Linked DNA regions of Mus musculus: region 1 is linked to region 2. The links are chromatin contacts, called in public promoter capture Hi-C maps. All regions are on one chromosome and are shown on one strand. The core of a region is the stretch at or near the end of the contact, and the rest is flanking DNA. Distances in the headings are between cores, read along the strand shown.

What was found. Promoter capture Hi-C pulls out the DNA fragments that hold promoters and counts their contacts.
Region 1: a promoter capture Hi-C map of the 3T3-L1 cell line shows a contact between it and region 2, with 2.7 times the contacts expected there. The contact joins the promoter of Rpp40 here to the enhancer-like site in region 2. A contact is called at or near these places in 9 of 39 promoter capture datasets (the 3T3-L1 cell line, 3T3-L1-derived adipocytes, the C10 cell line and 5 more), 3 of 115 datasets of contacts at active chromatin or transcription factors (bone marrow-derived macrophages and embryonic stem cells) and 3 of 9 other capture datasets (adipose tissue, liver and pancreatic islet).

Annotation. Positions count from the first base shown.
Region 1 is chr13:35,903,049-35,909,148 of GRCm38.p6, reverse strand. It overlaps Rpp40 (ribonuclease P 40 subunit), which reads left to right and starts at 2,802. Exons shown (of 8, transcript NM_145938.4): 1 at 2,802-2,945; 2 at 4,586-4,730; 3 at 5,393-5,461. The coding sequence starts at 2,823.
Region 2 is chr13:35,460,409-35,466,875 of GRCm38.p6, reverse strand. No RefSeq gene overlaps it. Among named protein-coding and RNA genes, the nearest start is that of Gm22674, 170 kb to the right of the region's middle. Within about 2 kb of position 3,390, at least 26 of the 459 cell types and tissues checked have an H3K27ac peak or open chromatin away from gene starts, as enhancers often do. A contact at or near this core is called in adipose tissue, where this site is marked.

The DNA.
Region 1 (6,100 bases), core at 1,553-4,052, 440 kb before region 2:
TATGTCATGGTAAGGGTCTAGCCTTGTCTACTTGAGGTTGTAAATGTCTCTTGTGTTTGGATGTCCATTTCTTTCTCTAAATCGGGGTTTTTTTTCCTGCTATAATTTCATTGAATAGATTCTCTATGCCTTTAGTTTTGATCTCAGCTCCTTTCTGTCTCATAGATTCTTAACTTTGGTCTCTTGATCATTACTCAGAGTTCTTGAATATTATGGTCCTTTTCAATATTTTCTTTATTGATAATTGGATGTATTATTTCCTCAACCTCGTCATACCCTTTGCTCTGCTTAATCAGGTCTATGGGTTAAACTTTACACTTTGATTCTTTACTTTTTTCATTTCCACAATTTCTATTTGTGTAATTTTTTTTTTGTCAAAATGTCAGTGTCTTTGAATAACCATTCTTCAGCCATAGAGTCTAAGAACTCTGAAGCTGCAACCGATGACCCGATGTCCACAGCTGCATCTCTCCAGCGGGTGATCAATACTTAAGAGAGATTGAAAACTACAAGACAAGCTCTCTGCTCACACACTCTGGTTTCTTTCTTCTTTTCCAACCCTCAGCTAGAACATTAGCACCATGGGAAATATGATCTGGGGAATCTCAGGAGAATGAGAGAACTTGAAGCAGAGACTGAAAAGCTAAGTGTGGTCAGCAGAGGCCCCTGATGAACATGGTGAAGTTAATAATGACAAGACAGCTATGGAGGACACATAACACTTGCTCAATACAGGCTCAAGACAAGAGTCTGCAAGTTCAATGATACCCTCTCCCAGCCTATGCCGAGTACCCCGGAAGAGGCTGCTTCAACATCTCATTGCTTTCCTTTCTCCCTTTCTTTCTACCCTTCTTCCCTTTTTCTTCTTAGCACACTCTTACTGCTTCCCCTTTGTTGCATTCCCTAAACACATTTTATTTCCTCGCATACATTTTCATACATTTCACACCTCATACAGATGTTTATCTTACATTATTTACATTCTCTATTATTCAGCACTTTTACTCTTTTCCCTTTTTAAAAAAATGGATGTTTTTATCTTTTACTTCTCTTATATTTATATAATTCATTATTTAAGATTTTCTATTATTGAGATTTCCCCCTTCTTTTAGTTTTTTTCCCCCCACTAAACCCTTTCTCTTTTCATGTCTCCATCCATGGCACACTTTCTCATCCCGCTTCTTTCTTTCATTTAGGCTTGCTTTCGTTTTCTTGCTATTTTCCCATTTACCCTACATAATCATTACATTCCTAGCATATTCTACATTAGTATTGTAAATTTCTGTTTCATGGTTATTAGTAATATATTGCTGAACCTCAGTAACTTTGGGTGTATTTCTATATCTTCCATTTTGTTACTGTCTCAGCAATGTGTTGTCTCCTTTATGAGTAACACCGGGGAATGAGTCTCGGAGAGTAGGGTGCTCAGTAAGAACAACAGCGAAAAACATCTCCAAATCAACACAGGTCAACACCACACACAGAAACAAAAGCATGAATGAAAAACACAGCAACAGGAGTCCTCCAAAAACAAAATCAATTATCCCAGAGTGGTGGTTCACATCTTAAATCCCAGCACTCAGGAGGCAGAGGCAGGTAGATCTCTTTGAGTTTGAGACCAGCCTGGTCTATATATTGAGTCTGAGGCCAGCCAGGATATATAATGAGACCCTGTCTCAAGACAAAATAACTTAACACCTGGATTCAATGATACTGAAATAGGTAAAATTCTGGGTGATTTCAGAAGTTTCCTAGTAAAAATACTTTAAGACCTCAAAAAAGATTGAAGCAAAAAGATTAATTCAATCTTCCCTAAGGAAGGACCTGGAAAGTCTGCTGTGCACACACGTGCACGTGCGCACGCATGTGTGTGCACACACAGAGAGTAAAATAGATGAGAAAAATCAACAATATGGCTTTTAAGAATTAGCTATGGGGGCTGGAGAAATGGATCATTGGTTAAGAGCACTGACTGCTCTTCCAGAGGTCCTGAGTTCAATTCCTAGCAACCACATGGTGGCTCACAACCATCCATAATAGAATCCAATGCCCTCTTCTGGTGTGTCTGAAGATAGCAACAGTGTACATGGAAGTACAATTCAGCAAAGAAACTGAGATTTGGAGTAAAATCACAAAATAGTAATGTTGGAAATGAAAAAAATAAATTAAATAATTAAAAACAAAGCAAAGAAGTTCTGTTGGAAGTAAAAATGCAGAAATGTCATATTATATTCCTCTGTAATTTCCTATACTTTTTGGGAAGGATCAGTGGGAACTTAGGGGCCTGCGGGTGGGTGAGCATTAGGAACGAGACCATATGAGGAGTCAGGAAAACAGTGCTGCAAAGCAGATGTATTTCCTGACTATACTAGGCTTTTCCTCTGTCCTATCTTCCTCCTTTTTATAAGGTGTCAGGGTCCAGTCCTTCTCTGAGTCCTGTCCAGGTATATGCACTGTTCCTCCACGGAGAAACTGTGGGATAGAATGGATGTGCCAGGTTTTTTCTTTCTTTCTTTCTTTCTTTTTTAAGATGCGGATGGTTGTGAGCCAACATGTGGTTGCTGGGATTTGAACTCAGGACTTTTGGAAGAGCAGTCAATGCTCTTACCCGCTGAGCCATCTCACCAGCCCCATGCCAGGTTCTTGAGAACCTTCAGACCCAGTGCCTGCAGGAACTGACAGACAGGGAAAGAAAGAAGGGTTAGGGCGTGGTGGAGGGAGGGGTGTAGTCAGAAAGGGGCGAATGGTGGGGTGAGGGGCGGGCCGAGGGGCGGGCCGGGAGGCGGGCCAAGAGGCGGTGCTCGCCTGGACTCCTGCTTAACATGGCCACGCTGCGCAGGCTGCAAGAGGCGCCTCGGCACTTACTGGTCTGTGAGAAATCCAACTTCGGCCACGATAAGTCTCGCCATAAGCATCTCGTGGAGACGCACTATCATAATTACAGGGTGAGTCAGGTCCACCCGGCCCTCTTAGGCTGGAGAGCTTTAAGGTAGAACCACGCCGGGTTTCACCCGGCCAGACCTCCTCGGCTTGCGAGGGTGGGCGGAGATCGTCCTCGGGCATGCTGGGAACTATAGTCTCTTCAAGTTTCTTAACTGCTTTTCTTGGCGCTGTGTAGGACTACAATTCCCAGCATGCGCCAAACACAGGGCGGTGCTCGGTCCTATGAGGAACAGCAGAGTTTTTGTGAGTTTGGCGTGGTTACTGCGGTGTTCAGGATTAAATCCTCTCGGTGTTGGGTCGAGCAGGCAGTGGAGGAGTTAGGAATGTAACCTGCACGGTCGGAGTGTGACCTGTACAACATGTAGCCGAATTACACCCTAAGTTTGGGCAGATCTCTGTGGATCAGCTTGTGACTCTTTCCAAAGCATCACGCGGTTTGACAAACGAGGAACTCCAAATAAACTTACCTTACGATGATAAGGGTTTAAGCATTTTACATCTTAAATATTGGCCTGATGGATTTCTCAGATAGATTAGCTGGCGTCCTTGTCCCTCAAGGCTGGTTGTTGGGGCTTTGCGAAACGGACTTTAGATGTTCACTTGGGGATCATTTGAAATCCGCGCGGATTTTGCATCTCTTCGGTTGAAAGGCCATCCCTGCGGTCAGGGATGTATCGCTTATCTCAACTGGTCTCACCTAGGTTTGTCTAGGAAATGGAAGCTTCCAGGAGCACTTTTGCTTCTATGTAGCTTCTTACTAATTAAATGTCCCTAAATCCCAGGAGGAGTTCCTTTGATTTCATGACTCCAGAATAAGCAAATCAAGGCATGTTGAATTATATATACTCTATTTCCTTGACTATAAAGTGTGAAAGACATAACATATATTGCTTGTATGCAAAAATAAGATTCAAGTAAGACTTCCATTGCAATGTCATGCCTCACATTGAAATGCAGAAAGGAAAAACTTGAGTAGTCAGATATCTGTTTACTTGAAATTAATAGAATTGTTGCCTAGTAGGTTGATGGTGATGCACACCTTTAAACCCAGGCAGAGGTGGGTAAATCTCTGAGTGCAAGGCTAACCTGATAAACAGAGCAAGTTCCAGGACAGCCAGGGCTACATGGAGAAACCCTGTCTCAGGGGTAGGTGGTGGTGGCTGTGTGTGTGTGTGTATGTGTGTGTGTGTGTGTGTGTGTGTGTGTGTTTTACTAAGGGTTTTACTGCTGTGAACAGACACTCCAACAGTGACCAGGGCAACTCTTATAAGGACAACAAGGTGGGAGCATGGCAGCGTCCAGGCAGGCATGGTGTAGGGGGAGCTGAGAGTTCTACATCTTCATCTGAAGGACACTAGAAGAAGACTGGCTTCCAGGGAGCTAGATGAGGTCTCAAAGCCCACGCCCACAGTGACATACTTCCTCCAACAAAGTCACACCTACTCCACCAAGGCCATCCCTCCTAATAGCACTCCCTGGACCAAGCATCTTCAAACCATCACATTGCCCATGTTTGCGTGTCCCTTCTATGTCCCAGTAAAACCTGTGAAGGAGTAACTAGCACCTTTGACATTCCATTTCCAAAAGCATGGTGTTAATCTTCATAAAATATAACTTCGTTTGTTCTTCTACATTCTAATAGGTTTCATTTCTTATTCCTGAATGTGGGCTTCTATCAAAAGAGCTAAAAAGCCTGGTCATGGACATTGGACCCTATTACTCTGTGAAGAACTTACCTCTTCATGAATTAATTACACACGAGTTCATCAACACCTTTGTAAAGAAAGGTAAGAAGAAACACTGTCTCATATGAACAAGACAAGATGAAGAGCTATCGGAAGATCGCAGCAAAATATTGGGGTCCTTCCCTTGTCTTTAAAAGGGCCCATGGAAGTTAGATCATGTGATCAGCTGCGTGTATCACTTCTCCACCCGGCCATATTGTCGTTTTCTTTCCTGTGTCCTCTTTAGGTGGCAGCTAAATATCTTACCAAATTTAATTAGCCCTTGCAATAACTCAGGGAAGTAGGTGGAATCCCTTTAGATGAAGGTTAAGTAGCTTTTGAATATTAACTTTCTCAAATAGTTTCTGAATATTAACTTTGATCCTTGCATCAGTGTTTTGTCCTCTTGCCTCTTTAATGTGCACCTTTCTGCTAGGATCCCCAAGATTACAGGTTCTGTTCTGAGCCCATTCTCAACCTGTTGATAGGAAACTTGCACAAAAAGCCCCTGAATGTGGCCTGAGTCCTGGGGTGGTCTAGCTGGAGCCTTGCATGTATATGTTCCAGTGTATCTCTGGGGTGTAGTGGGTTTATTGAATGAGTTAGAGCTGTAGTAGATGCTGCCTGTTACCTACCTGGAAGATTCGTTGTCACGTGAAAACCATTCATAAACAAATGTTGTGCTACTTTAGTTACTTAATTACTTTTCTTGATTTTTCTTACAGGTTCATTCTCTGCATTAACATACAATACAAGTATTGATGAGGATAATACTGTTGCTCTCCTACCAAATGGTGACAGCATTCATTTTTTTTTCTTCCTTTCTTTATTAGAAAAGAAATAGCACTGCTTAAAAAAAAAAAAGTAGGCTAGAGAAATGGCTCAGCAGTTAAGAGCACTGACTGCTCTTCCAGAAGACCAAAGTTCAGTCCCACTTGGTAGCTTACAGCTATCTGTAACTCCAGTTTGAGTGAGTCCAGTGCCCTGTTCTGACCTCCATAGGCACCAGACACATCCATGTGCACAGACATAACATGAGGATAAAACACCCATATACATAAAAATAATAAAATAATAATTTTTTTGTTTTTGTTTTTTTTCGTGACAGGGTTTCTCTGTATAGCCCTGGCTGTCCTGGAACTCACTTTATAGACCAGGCTGGCCTAGAACTCAGAAATCCGCCTGCCTCTGCCTCCCGAGTGCTGGGATTAAAGGCTTGCGCCACCACGCCCGGCAAATAATAGTTTTTTAAAAGTCAAGTCATACAGCTCTAAACAGTAAAATGAAGCCTATCTTTGTGTTCCTTCTTAGATGGAACCATTTGATGTTTATCTTTCAAGAATTTATAAGCATACATTTTTTTGGTTTGTTTTTGTTTTTGAGACAAGGTATCTCTATGTAACCTTGGCTGTCCTAGAATTCACTCTGTAGAC
Region 2 (6,467 bases), core at 2,141-4,640:
TCTCCCACCTTGATGATAACGGAATCTCTAAACTTGTAAGCCAGACCCAATTAAATGTCCTTGATAAGAATTGCCTTGGTCGTGGTGTCTCTTCACAATTGTAAAACCCTAACTAAGACAATAGCCACAAAGAGCTTGAAAGGAAAGCTAAGAGTCACAAAGGGAGAACAAGATGCTCCCAATGACAACAAGAGTCACACAGTAGACAATAAGTGGTTCAGTTGTGCAATGATATATTTGACAACATACTGAGAAATGTTTATTACTGGACAAAAAAAAACCCTCCTGTTTATTTTGAGGTTAAAAGTGTACATTGCACTAATAAAAGTAACTCTAGGACTGAGGCGATGGCTCAGCAGGGCAAAGCCAGAAACCCTGAATTTGATTCCTGGAACCCACACAAAAAGGTTGGATATAGGAACATGCATCTAGAATCTTGTACTCAGTGCTAAGATGGGAGGTAGAGACAGGAGAATTGCCTGGAAATGTATTGGATCACTAGCCTGGAGCATGTAACATGGCAGAAACAAGAGAGACCCTGGCTTGATAAGAAGGAGAGAACCAATTCTTGAAAGTCTTGATTTTTACACATGTGCCATGGCATGTATACATCTGTACACACACACACACACACACACACACACATTTGAAAAGACATTAGCATTATATTTGTTTTTTTAAAAATGAAACACAACTTTCTGTTACTCACAAAAGACATTCTTAAGAAGATATTTCATAAAATAGTCCAACATTACCTAGGAAAAACTATATTAAAATGCGAGTAAAAAGAGTACATATAGCATACTGAATACAAAAAAAATTTAGAACAAAGTTCATTCTTGGGGATGAAGAACAACATTCACAACTACAGAAGAGCAGTTCCGTGCAAAGTAAGGGACATATGTTTGTATGTTCTTAAGATACTCTCAATATTGGTGAAGCAAAAATAATAGAATTATAAAGAAAACGTGTAAGAAATTGAGAGATTAAACTGATAATAAACAATACACTTAAAAGGTTCACTCAAATATTCACTCAAATAGAAAAGTCTTACATCTGATAGAGATTATGTATAATTTTCAAGCATACTTCAGGGATTTATAAAGTTATTAGCGACACATTCATATTCTCTAACTGCAATGCAACTAAACTACAAATCTACAATTTAAGGATTAAATGATGATATACAAACTCTTGTATTTATTAATGGTGATTCCAGTTCCTAATTTTTTTTAGGTTAAATGAAGCACAATAGAATCCCCATGGAACATTTGTGACTTTTATGAATGCAATTAGTTCTTGCCTTGTTCAAAGAGCAGTTTGTTGGGACTGGGGACTTGGCTCATCAGTCAAGAGATTTGCAAACAATCCAAATTCAGTTCCCAGCACCCATGTCTGAGGGCTCACAGCTTCCTGCAACTCTAGCACTAGGACATCTGACGCCCTCATCTGGCCTCTGAGGGCATCTGATTGTACTCACACAGACATATTCACATAGATAAAAGTAGAATGAATCTTTAAAAAAATAGTAGCTTCTTTTATTGCCTTGATACCATGTCTGAGCAGCTCCTCTTAACATTTCCCTCTCTTCTCCTCTAGTATCTGACTTTCAAGCTTGTTATAGTTTGTACATTTTTGTCCATGTTCTTTGTCTGTGATACCTTCTACTTTCACCCTGAACACTTCCCATCTCAATGATTTTCAGCCGTTAGCGATTTTTGTTGATAGTATTCTGATTCCATTGACACTTAGGCCCCTGCATCATTCTCATCATTTTTTCAATACAGAGTCTTTCTATACAGCCCAGCTTGGCAAGGAATGCACAATCCTCCTGATCCAGCCTTCAGAGTGCTTCAGTACCATGGTGCCTCACTCTTTAGGGTCTCTGTGGCCTTGGTATTTCAAAGACTGAATTTAAAAATAATAATTTCATTAAAAGACACAAAACTCAGTCCTTTCAAAGGCCCATTTCCCCTCTAATCGTGTGAAAACAGCTTTTATCATCTTGTATCTGCTGTTTTACTCAGTATTTCCCTTTTACTAGCCCTTGTTTTCTGAGTGCCTTGAGTAAGGGGCAGCCTGGAAGGACTGGGCTCAAGATGCTACATGGAGACCACTCTTCCTTTGTGGTGAAGTAACTTCAACTCTGTTAGCCTTTTCCTTACCTCTAGCCATCCAGGTCTCTTCTGGCTTCTGTAGGGATGTGTGCACCTGCAGAGGTTAGGTCTCCACTCTGGGAGAGTTGGAATCTCTTGGTTGAGTGCACTCAGGGTTCTGACTTCCTTTGTGCTCATGAGTCACACACTGCTTAATGATGAGGAAGCATTCTGATTTGTGAATTGGTAAAATAGCTTGTCTTTGTGCATACACAATGGCACATTTTCACAACCTAGATAGATGGGCTAGCCTACAGCACACCTAAGAATATGTGAGATAGCCTGGTATTCTTTAGCTTCAAACCTGAACTCCACATTACTGAATACTGCAGGCAACCCTAACAGAATGGCAAATATTGTGTCCATCTAATAACACAGAAACATAGACAAAACACAGCCAAGAAAAAAACCAGATGGTATAAATTTTTATCTCTGGCACAATCTCATAGTGCCAGCGTTATGGGAGGTATAGCCTATTCTTGATAGGAACATTGGTACTGTGCACACAACTGTAGTTAAGTCACTGGTAAATTTTTCCTCCTAAGAGGTCTCCAATCCTACATGCAACAGTTGTCCGTGGCTTGGCTATCCCAGTGGTATGCACTGAGGCTGGAGGGAGAAGGAGCACAGGATGTCCTTCAGACTTGGCCCCATCCCAGGAAGGAACCCAGTGGCTTTGTATTCCTGGGAGGGTGACAATGTTTTTCCAAAGCTTGGCTTCTGCAACAGTTTCCTAGACTTTATTTCCACACTGACCTACCGCCCTGCTCTGTGGGAATCTGGAGCATATTTCTCTCTTTTGTTTTCCTCCTTACTTCCCTCCTATAGGATGGAATGTAAGAAGAGCTTGGCAAAATGTTTATTTGGAACTGAACATCAGAGTCTTGCTGGGAGGAGGGGCTTTCTCCATGTTTTAATACCCAAAAGGGATAGACAGGTGTCAGGCAACTGGAGGTCACACCCATGGGGACTTAGGAGAATTCTCAAAAGGCAGGGCAGTTTCTCTGCCTCTCTTCTCTCTTTAAAGAAGGCAGCAGATGGTTCTGACGAGGTTGAGGTCCTTACACATGGTTAGTCTTGGAGTCTGGCCTACATTTATCACTATGAATGAACTGGGTCAGTCTCCTCTTGCCCCTACTTTGCTTGGCTTTCCTTGAGCTCAATACTGCATTTAGAGGGCTTGCTCTTCTAGATGCCCTGGATTCTGAGAAAGAAAACAGCCAGAGAGATGGAGGCATTTCAGACCGGACTCAGGGGAGTTGTGGGAAGATTGCATCACATGGACTAGAAGTTAAGGCACAGAGTGGAAGGATATTGCATCATCCCCAATGGCCAATTGAAGTCTGTATCCACTGACCTACAACCCCTGTCATCTGAAAGTGGCCTAATTAGCTAGCCAATCAATATGACATTGCAATTTAAGATTTCTTGCCAATGTATTGTCTCTGCAAACAGCTATTGAGGAAATTACCCATTGAGCAGCAAATTCTCCTTGCTTGCTTTATGGAATTTGGTTCAGATGCCCTGATCTGTTGTATCCCAGCTGTGATTCTCTGTTTCCCAAATAGATGCTACTTCCTTTGACTTTGTGCCATTTTTTTTTCTTCTCAAGGTTTAGGTGTCTTGACCTTTCGATTATTGAGAAAGGAAGAACTAGAAAGAGAAAAAGCTTACCACTGCCTCTGTCCCCTTCAAGCTAAGCTGGAAGGAACATGTTCCAGTTTGACTTTGCTTCCCTGACAGGCAGCTTGGCTTTTCTTCTCTGTTCTGTCCTTTCTTACATTTTGTTTTTGAGCCAGAGTCTCACTGTGCAGTCTAGGCTGGATTCAAACTTTCATCCCTTACACCTCAGTCTTCTACATGCTGCCATTACAAATGTATGCTACTGTGCTTGCCATTTAATAGAAATGAGCTATTTTCTATTTGAGGTGCTGGGGATGGAAGTCATAGCCTTGCACATGATCTACTGCTGAGCTACACCCTCAGCCAATACCACAAACTCTTTGTTTCCCTTTCTGACTCTCTTCCCCACCCCCACCAAGATCTCATACCATATACCCTTGTGTTTCAAAGTCATGGCAAGTCCCTTACGTTAGTTAGTCTTTTGAGTGCTGGGACTACAAGTCTGTGCCTTTCTTTTTTCCTAACATCATTCTCTCTGGGACATGCACACTCTCAGTTCAGACGTATGAGCTCTGGTGATATTTTAAGTGTTTAGTAATTGTTCATGGCCTAGGGTAGGATTAACCATCCCTGGGCAGCTCCAAGTCAAGACTGGTTCATTTATTCATTTAACAGTTGTATGTGATGTTTCTGCTATGAGCTGTAGCTGAGAGCCATTAGGAAATGGATGAATTCCTTCCCCCTGATCCAAGTTTTAGAGGCCAATGTACTAGCCCCAAGGAACACTCTTCAGAACTAGGGAGAGGACAGCAAAGGTGTCTTGTCTTCCCTGTACCTAGCTAGCTAGATTCCTCCCCCGGATGGCTCTCTTCTCATCACACATGGTGGCAAGCTAGCACCGGGCATCTGTTTGTCAAATAGATGTGTGTTCCATTCCAAAAAGATTTTTGATGGCTCTACTTCCTGAAAATTAGATCCAGCACTTTCCAAAGCTTTCATCTTGGGTTGTGGACCAGCTGCATCTAAATATGAGATGCATTTTCCAAAGCTCTCATCTTGGGTTATGGGCCAGCTGCATTTAAATATGAGATGCCAAGTTAAAGGCTTGACCTTCTTGGACACAGAGGGGATATTTGAATTGTTCTGATTCTGACTCTGGCAATTCAAGTGGAGGAGAGAGAGAGAGAGAGAGAGCTAGCACTCTTAGTAGCAGGGTAGGGAAGACACAGCGTGGCACACACAGATACACACACACAGAATGAATTTCACTACAACTATTCTTGCTTTATTTTCCCCTAGTTTAATAAAGACGATACTACTTGCTGACTTTGGAGCATATGAGAAGTCATCAATCATCTGACTCAGGGACAGGGGTGTTTTTGTGGTTATTTGTTTGTTTATTTTGCTTGCCATTTTTCCTATGATGTTAAAAAACCTAGGCAGCTTCCTCTAGATGAGGGCTAATGACAAATCCAGGGGTTCCATATGTTGCAGTGGCCAGCTCCACTCTCTATGAAAAAAGTGCCCAGGAACCTCCTTAGAATATCTGCTGGGGGGGGGGGGTAATTCACCGCAACTTAATTCTGTACACATCCATTCACTCACCAACCATCTTCTTTCCTATATGCTGTAAGGGGACTTTATGGAGGCTTAGTCCTATAGTGTGCTTGTGAGTGTCCCACAGTCAGCTCTCCAATGGAGAAGGAAAGGTGCTTGCTCATTTCCATGACAGTAAACACTCCCTCCGAGGGAGTTTCACTGGACATAAAGCTACAGAGAGAGCTCATAGGGATGACTTCTGAGAGACACTGTCAGTACCGGAAGACATTCTAGTTGAAGAGGCCGTGTCTTAGGAGAGACCATCAGTGACAGACTCTATGTTCTCTTGAAGCAGGCTGCAGGTCAGGGGAAACAACATTGGGCACAGTGAGGAACCTGAAGTCCTACAATGGTTTTGAGATGTTCATGGGGTGGCAGGACAGGTTCAGGATGTGGCTCCCAGCCAGAGCCCCTGGCCCTGGGCAGTAGGCCTTTCTTCCAAGGTGGGTGTGACAAAGCTATGTGATATCAAGTGGGACCACGGAGGCTCCACTGCCAGGAGAGCTCCTGTTCTCAGAGAAATCACCTCCTAAACCCTCAGCTCTACAGTGCCCAGAATCTCCAGTCTCCTTACTTGCCCTGCTCATGGTTGGAAATCCCAGATTCTTCCTAAATCTTACCAACTCAAATTCCATGTGATCAATCTTGGTTGGCCATGCCAGCCTGCATCCTCCTGGCCAACTGACTTTAGAGTCTTAGTGTTTGCCCTTGAGTCTATTCTATTCACTTCATCAAAAATCTCCCCTGCTAGGTAGGAAGAAAGAACTCAAGGGCATGGGTTTTGGATGGAACCCTAACCCTGAACCTGGGAGGAGGGTCTACTATAAGAACAAAGTTAACCTTTATACTTCCTCAAACAGTTCAAGGATACAAGATGTGATCCACTGTGAAAGTAAGAGTTGGAAGCCACTGTTTTCTTTATGCCATTTGTTTTTGTCCTTAATTTGTGAGAATCCTGGGGACAGACACAGTGACTGCCTGGTTTAGGGACTCCCAGCTGGCCAGAGCAGAGCTGGTCACTGAACCCTGTCCAAATGCTGCCTTCTTCTTCTTCTTCTTGACAAATTAGAGCCACTCTCCTCTCAAAAC